Regions from separate parts of the Pan troglodytes genome. Here region 2 is linked to region 1. The links are chromatin contacts, called in public Hi-C maps. All regions are on one chromosome and are shown on one strand. The core of a region is the stretch at or near the end of the contact, and the rest is flanking DNA. Distances in the headings are between cores, read along the strand shown.

Evidence for each region. Hi-C and Micro-C count contacts between places; a contact is called where the count stands out from the background.
Region 2: a contact with region 1 is called in a Hi-C map of stem cell-derived neural progenitor cells, with 2.2 times the contacts expected there. The contact joins the enhancer-like site here to the promoter of DDAH1 in region 1. A contact is called at or near these places in 1 of 7 Hi-C or Micro-C datasets (stem cell-derived neural progenitor cells) and 1 of 1 datasets of contacts at active chromatin or transcription factors (stem cell-derived excitatory neurons).

Annotation. Positions count from the first base shown.
Region 1 is chr1:145,491,194-145,495,079 of NHGRI_mPanTro3-v2.0_pri, reverse strand. It overlaps DDAH1 (dimethylarginine dimethylaminohydrolase 1), which reads right to left and starts at 1,958. Exons shown (of 6, transcript XM_054667664.1): 1 at 1,582-1,958. The coding sequence starts at 1,599.
Region 2 is chr1:145,658,927-145,662,944 of NHGRI_mPanTro3-v2.0_pri, reverse strand. The region is part of intron 1 of DDAH1 (dimethylarginine dimethylaminohydrolase 1); the gene reads right to left. Among named protein-coding and RNA genes, the nearest start is that of BCL10, 130 kb to the left of the region's middle. Within about 2 kb of position 2,279, at least 5 of the 24 cell types and tissues checked have an H3K27ac peak or open chromatin away from gene starts, as enhancers often do. A contact at or near this core is called in stem cell-derived excitatory neurons and stem cell-derived neural progenitor cells, where this site is marked.

The sequences.
Region 1 (3,886 bases), core at 709-3,208:
GAGGGGAAGGGGTCGTGGGAGGCCAGGAGAAACCCAGAGTCAGCTTTACCATGTGTCCCTTCTGGGGATAATGGAATCCAGGCCCTTCGGGGCTTTTCCCCAGAGTTGGCTCCACGTCCCGCGCTCGGGTGCGCTTGGTGTCCACGCAAACGCCATCCTCCGAACATCCCCCCGCCCACACACACACATACACAAACAGCCCCACACCCTTGCGCCGGACGCACCCTCTACGTCTGGCACAGCACGGCAACTCGCTGCCCCGCTGGGAGGACTAGTCAACAGGGGGGCGGACGGGAAAAGTGACACAACTGGGCCGCGGCGCCCTCCGCGCCAGCCTCCCACGCAGCGCAGGGCGGACTTCGGCCCTCAGAGGGGTGAGGACTGGGACCGAACTGCCCGGGTCTACCCCGCCGCCCGCAACGCTCCGGGGTCCCGCGCGGAGGGAGGCCTGGGCGCGGGCGGCCGCGGCGCACTTTTCAGGAACGCGGCGGCCGCAAGGCTGCCAGGCCCGGTCGCAGGACAGCCGCCGCCGCCGCCGCCGCCGCCGCCGCCACCGCCACCGCCACCGCCCCCCGAAGCTAGATGACGGAGTCTTGAAAGACTTTCACCAAATATGGGCCGGGGCTGGAAACGTCCTGCGCCGCGCGCCGCCGGAAACCTCGAGTCTTGGCAACCGCGGTGACTGTGGGCGCGCGGGCGGGGTGGCCGGCAGGGGGCGGCGGTAGCAGCCGGGCAGGCGCGTCCGGATGCCGCGCGTCCGGATGCCTCGCGTCCCGCACCCTCCCGCGGTGCGGACCCTCTCCGCTCCCTCCGCAGGGGTCCCGGAGCCGACCGCCCTCTCCGCGCGTCGGCCACCCAGTTCCTGCCGCAGCCACCAGGATCCTGGCTTCCTGGGGCTCTCCTGGCTGTCAAGCCAAGGGGATGGGGGCGGGGAAATGGTAGAGGAGAGAAATGGGATGGTACGGGGGCGCCACCTTAAAGCCGGTCTTTTGCAGACACCATTAAGTTCTGTTCATTAAGGTGGCTTTGAAGAGTGGAGTTGTGAGATTGGGTGTGCAGGCGAGGATCTATGAAGACACACATACACACCCCTAATACAGGCACTCCGGTCGTCCAGGGCAGTGGTTCTCAGGGTGTGATCTCCGGACCAGCAGCATCACCATCACCTGGGGACTTGTTAGAAATGTAACTAATCAGAAACTCTGGGGTGGGAACCCAGAGAACCATTCATTAACTAGCCCTCCAGGCGACTCGGATGCACGCTAGTCTGAGAGCCTTCCTAGGGCTAGGAAACTGGAGTCGCCAGATTTACCGTTATTATTCTCGGTTGCCGCCAGACAGTGAGCCCTTCATTAGGTAACCTAAAATTCCCTGGCAGCAGCGGTTGAGAGACGTCCCCATCTCTCAGCCCGAAGCCAGGAGCTGCAGAAGACAAGTAGCCCCTTCTCCGTGGATTGCAATCCAAGGCAGCCCAAGGAAACAAGGCAGTCCGTTATTTCCTCCTGGGGCACCCGTATGGGGAGGGTGAAGGAGAAACTAGCAAAAGAGCCATACAGAATTAGCACCCGAAGCAACACTTACCCGTAAACATTTGCACATTTCGCCTCCTGTCCGTCAACTTGGACTGATCTGCGGCTCCCAGCGGAGGCGGCGAGAAGGCGACCGGAGGCTGGGGTTTCTGGACGGTTTTTGGGCAGGACTTGAGGAGCCGCTGTTTCTCTTGCCTAATGTCGTCGATTACTAGCAGGCGCAACAGCACATGGTATATGGAGAGGCTGTGCACATAGGTTACTCTAGTGTCTCCCGCTCCCACACCTCCTGGCCCTGTTGCTCCAGCTTCCCACCCCCATCCCACAACACACCCCCTGCTTTAAATGGGCAGCTGACGGTAAGGTTCTCTAAATTTCTCCTCTGGGGCAAACTCATCCTCAAGATTCCCCAGTTGAAGTCCAGAAACAAACCCACACACCCTTGTTAAAAAAACTTTAATGTGATTTTAAAGGAATCTCTGGAATGGCGTGTGTTTGAACGCAGTGCGGCAGACTGGATCTCTGCCGTCCCCCATCCCCAACCTCCAATTAAGGTATATACGGCCAGTTGGATGATCCACTGTGCTTTTATTTTAAATCATGATGGACAGATTGCGTGAAAAACAAGGAATTCCAAAGAATTTCCTGCTCTGGGAAGAGAAGTTAAATCTATATTTAACAACATTTGAAGCTGTCAAGAATGCTTTGTGGTTGGATAACAGAGGCAGAAAAATGTTAAAAACGCAGGCTACTGCTATACCCAAATATGGAAATATTGTTACGTCTGGTGTCTGATTCACCATCTGGAAATACTTACAACCATGAAGTCAAATAGAAAAGACGCCACAACAGAAGCCAGGAACCCTCCTCTCCATTCTCTCTCTACCATTTCCCTCTGTTCAACCAGTACTGTCCCTACACCCCTCCTCCCCCCTCCCACCCCCCAGTCACTTCATTAAGAAGGAAACAATAATGAAATGATAAGGCAGGAAAAACAGTGTTTTGTAAATAATAATTGATGTATTAACCTGTGTACGTGTTGGGCCCACACTTTCCTCACTGTATTTGCATAACACCTGACAATCCATTGTCTTGAAAAGTCTCCCACCCCTAACCCTCCAACAGAGCTTTAGAGATCCCACTCCCTCTAGCAAATGCTGCTTCCATTTATGAAAGGGCACTTTGGAATGAATGAAACTGAACTCCTTCCTGCAAGAGTTCTCTTCACTGGAGTGTGTTTTCATCCTGACAGATTCTCATTGTGCTTACCAGGAAAGTCAGCATTAGCACTAAGGGCCTTTTCAAGCAAGACTGCTAAATTATGAAGTCTGAACAGCCTTAAACATTAAAAAGGATAAGTAGTTATCCTAGAGCATATGAGTCTCACATGATAATTTTTATTAAAATTATGCAAAAAGTTTTTGAAACTTGCAGGGAAAGTTTATCAATCACACTAATGGTATTGGTGATGTTCAAGTAAATTGTCTTGTGGTGGAGTCTTCTACTGAGTGTGTTGCAGGTAGAACAAGATCTTAAAATCTGCTGACATTTTTACTGCAAAATATTACATCCTAAATCTCTTTGCTGTACTTGGAGAGAAGGGCATTGCAATTCATTTAAAATGGGAGGCTTCCAGTGGTCCCTAGGAAAGGAGTTAAAAACCCCACAAAACGTCCAGCTTGAAGGAGTCTGCTTTTCCCAGAGATTCATAGGGCACAATGGTCCTGGAATCTGGTTTGACCTTGCGGTCTTTGCAGGTGATGATTTCAGGCCACTCCACGGTGGTCCCCTGCACTTCTGGCTGGCTGCTTGGTTAGCATAGCCTCCTGCCCGCGGAGGGAGGCGGGAAGGGCTTACCCCGTCTCCTGCATCCGTGAGGAAGTATAAGTCAGCCTGCCGGAGAACTCCCCGCGTTCGTTTCCTCTCGGACTTCCAACCCAGGCAGTGGGCTGGAACTAAAGTGGGAACCTCCAACAACAAACAAGTACAACATACCCAAAAGAGGGAAGGGCTGGAGGAGTGGGGGAGACCTCTGCCTGGGAATTTGCCAGACGATGGGGAAGTTTCCCCCCGCCCCCCCCCCCGCCTTTTCATTCATAAATGCCACTGTGGGTATTAATTTGCAATTCACTGAACTTTGCTAATAAACATCATGCCAAAACTTTGGGACTTGTTCCGAACACGCCTCTTTGAAGTCCACAAATATTCCTGGCTCAGAGACACACTCCTCTTCCCCGTTCTACTCTTTCAACAGATAACTTGCCTCTCACCTTCGCTGTAAACAAGCAAACAGCTCACTGCCTTCCCGGGTGAGGGCTTCAGTGGCTGCCCGGTCAACTCGCATCACCAAACAAAAC
Region 2 (4,018 bases), core at 1,030-3,529, 170 kb before region 1:
TCTACGTCACACTTCTATGCTTTTTCACATACTGCCTAAAACGTCCTTTACCTTTTTCCACCTGGATCTCCTGCTTGTTGCTCTACACTGGCTTCAACATTGCCTCTTTGGTAAAGGGCTACCTGACTTCCACAGCAGGGATTTACTTCTTCTGTGCTCCCAAAGCAGGTTGCATTCACCTCTATAATGGCATTTCATGCTGTTTCAGCATTATTTGTAATGCATATATAAGTTTTCAACTTTATTTATAAGAAATTGTACATATTAGTTAAAAATCAATTGTGAAGCACCTACCTATGCTAAAGTTTTCATCAAATCTTAAGTTATCAGTCATAACTCATTGCTATACTAGTCCTCAGCCCTACTTGAGTTGTTGGACTGCAAGTTAATTGGGAAGATCCAAAGCCAATTGTAATCATAACAATTCTCCTTATGTATATATCAACAGAGATTATGAAATTATAGATTAGCTGAGCACAGTGGCTCAGGCCTGTAATCCCAGCACTTTGGGAGGCTGAGGCGGGAGGATCACTTGAGCCCAGGAGTTCAAGACCAGCCTGGGCAACATGGCACAACCCCATCTCTACAAAAAATACAAAAATTAGCCAGGCACACTGGCAAACACCTGTAGTCCCAGCTACACGGGAGGCCGAGGTGGGATAATCGCCTGAGCCTGGGAGGTGGAGACTGCAGTGAGCTGTGATCATGCCCCTATACTCCAGCCTCAGCAACAGAGTGAGACCCTTTCTCAAGGGAAAAAAAAATAGATCTACAGAAATTTCCTTAAAATGTAATAATGTTTATCTCTTTTTGAGAAAAAGGAAATGAGGCCGGGCATGGTGGCCCATGCCTGTAATCCCAGCACTTTGGGAGGCTGAGGCGGGTGGATCACCTGAGTTTGGGAGTTTGAGACCAGCCTGACCAACATGAAGAAACCCCATCTCTACTAAAAATACAAAATTAGCTGGGCATGGTGGCACATGCCTGTAATCCCAGCTATTCAGGAGGCTGAGGCAGGAGAATCACTTGAACCTGGGAGGTGGAGGTTGTCGTGAGCCGAGATGGCACCATTGCACTCCAGCCTGCAATAAGAGCGAAGCTCTGCCTCAAAAAAAAAAAAAAAATGGAAATGAGGTTAACATTGAATATTCTGGGGTTCAGGTACTGAGTATAATTGAGTTTAAAACACATAATTTGAATAAATTTTTAAAGATGACTTTGTAGTAGTTGGCTTGACCTAGTCCTAAGAATATTTTGATTCTCAATTTTACTTAAGTTTGTATCATAAATAATTATTTGCTTCCCTGCTAGAATGCCAAAGTATACAACCCAATGAGAAATATCCCCCTGCTTCTGGTGGAATATGAACCTATAAGAAGCAGACATTCTGATGACAGGTGTGGGAAAGAGGGAGGGAGACAGTATAAAAGGGTAGAGTCAACCATCAAAGAAGTCGTAGGCTGTTGTAGATAGCACTGTTCATCCATGGAGCTGAGATGATGTCTTGAGACCCAACTCTACCCAAGCATATTCTTCATAGGTCCACTGACTGAGTGTCTTGGCAGGGATCCTGACCAGCCATCTTAGTCTAGCCCACAAGTTATCACAGCATCACAAAAAACACTGCAGTGCATATGAAAACATTTAACCACTGTCATCCATGAAACAGACCAATAACAGTTGACAGTGAGGCAGGAGTCTAAGAAATAGCAATAAATTGTTATGAATTGCCTGGAATTAATAAATTAAACATTTGGAACAATTGCAGTAAGTAGCTTAGAGTAATATTTAAAAAACAAACGACAAGTGTTAAGGTCAAGTAGGTCAAACAGAAGAATTCACATAACTAGAGAAACAATTAGAAAGGTAACAGGCCTGCCTTAATTAGGATGCTCATTTGCTTGACAAAGTAAATTTTGACCCTGATGAGGGGACTGATGCTGTGTTCACTACCATGCTGTGCTGTCCTTCTGTCTTCTACACCAAATTGCATGAGCTCATCTGGGGGCAGGGACTGTCTTTCATTTCTAGACTCCCTAGCTCTTAGCAAAATGGCTGTCCTGTATACATCTGTCTAGATATAGATCAGGACAACAGACAATTAATTCTATTGGGTCCTAAATATAAAGACTATGAAAGAGACATCTGCAGTTCCTGATAGCTGCCATGATGGCAACTGCTGAGCCATTTGAAGGTAAACGCTGTGTTTCACTGTGATTCTGAGGCTCCCCATGGGGACTGCTGCTGCTGCAGATTCCTTAGAAGTATTCTGATTATGCTGGCTTCTGCTCTGAAAGGGAGGAATCTTGAGAAACCAGAGAAAGGTCAGCCGACACCTCAGCCTCAGCACTGTGGAGGTCAATCAATAGCTGGAAGAGGGTATAGAAAGGAATAAAAGCAGAACCTCCAATCTACCAAGGCCTGCAGGAATTTTCTCCACTGATATCATTAGAACTTCCGTCTAAATTATCCCACTGATATAGAATGTACTTGTGGAATTTAAGAGAGGCATTGGACTGATTTTTAAAATTCCTACATGTACCAAATTCCAGGCATAGTGCCAATGGTAGAGAAAAGAATATTTCTTTAAAAAATTAACTTAAAACATGTGAAAGGTTTTGTTTTAAGGCCGGCAATAGTCTCTTGTTTACTATAAACTGTCTTTATAATTCAACTCCATGTGACTACAGGAATTTCTTGAGTCGGAGTCTACTACGTCATGCTAGAGGCTCTAACGCTATTTGTTAAGTGACACAAATGAACACAGAAATAATCAGTCTACTGTTAGAACACACTGAATTTCATCTTTCAGGGTCTTCTAACAATTGTTCATCTGCCTCTTCCAGCTAGTCCCTCATGGCAAACCACAATGACCCCTTCACTCAACACAAGACGATCTTCCTGTGACTGAAGTCTCTTGGTCATTACTGGCTCTAAGCCTTTGCTCGGTTATTTCTTTCACTGAGAACATCTTCCCCTCTTCTTTACTACCAATCGGTGTAGTATGGCACAAAACTTCCCCTTTATTTCCCCCTAATCCCACCTCTTTTTGGCTTCATCATGTTGAAGGCATCTGTTGAGAGGACATTTGTACCCCTCATCCTTGGAAAAGCATCAAGGTAGTTCCCTAGAGAATGATGAGAACTGGTCTAAAGAACGGTGCAAATGGCATGTATAAAATATTTTGAGGGCCAGGCATGGTGGCTTGCACCTGTAATCCCAGCACTTACAGAGGCCAAGACAGGCACATTGCTTGAGCCCAGGAGTTCGAGACCAGCCTGAGTAACATGGCAAGACCTTGTCTCTACAGAAAACTAAAAAATTAGCTGGGCATGGTGGCACACACCTTTAGACCCATCTACTTGGGAGACTGAGGTGGGAGGATTGATTGAGCCTAGCAGGTCAAGGTATCAGTGAGCTGTGATGGTGCCACTGTACTCCAGCCTGGGTGACAGAGCAAGACCCTCTCTCAAAAAATAAATTTTTCTGAGGAAGGATTACTTTGTTAATATATTCTAGAAATATATAGCCAGAGAAAAACGTAAAATAAATCCATTACCGTGAATACCTACACACCAGGCTGCTACATGACTATTACCATTATCAAGTTCTCACTACTTTTGATGGAGTCAAGGAAATTTAGTGCACTTTAAACAACTGAACTGCATCTATGATAAGTGGAAAGTAAAGGAAATTTACTTAAAGTTTTACCATTTAAGGACACTGGATCCCAGTCCTATGAACCTGTGCCTTAGCACATATTTTTTGCAGCTGCTGATACACTGAAGAGCCAAAGCTAAGCTTTGAAAGTTTGGATTCCTGTGTGTTGTGATAATCAGCTGGGGTTTGGAAATGCCTTCAAAAATCTAATGCTCTGGCCCTTTAACAAGGCTTCTGAAAAAACAATTTAACATCTGGAATCAAGTATTTTGTGGAAGTCCAAGACCAACAGGGCAAAGAACATTTCTTTCAGTAACAGTTAAAATGTGGCACTTCCTTCTCCTTCATCAAATAAATG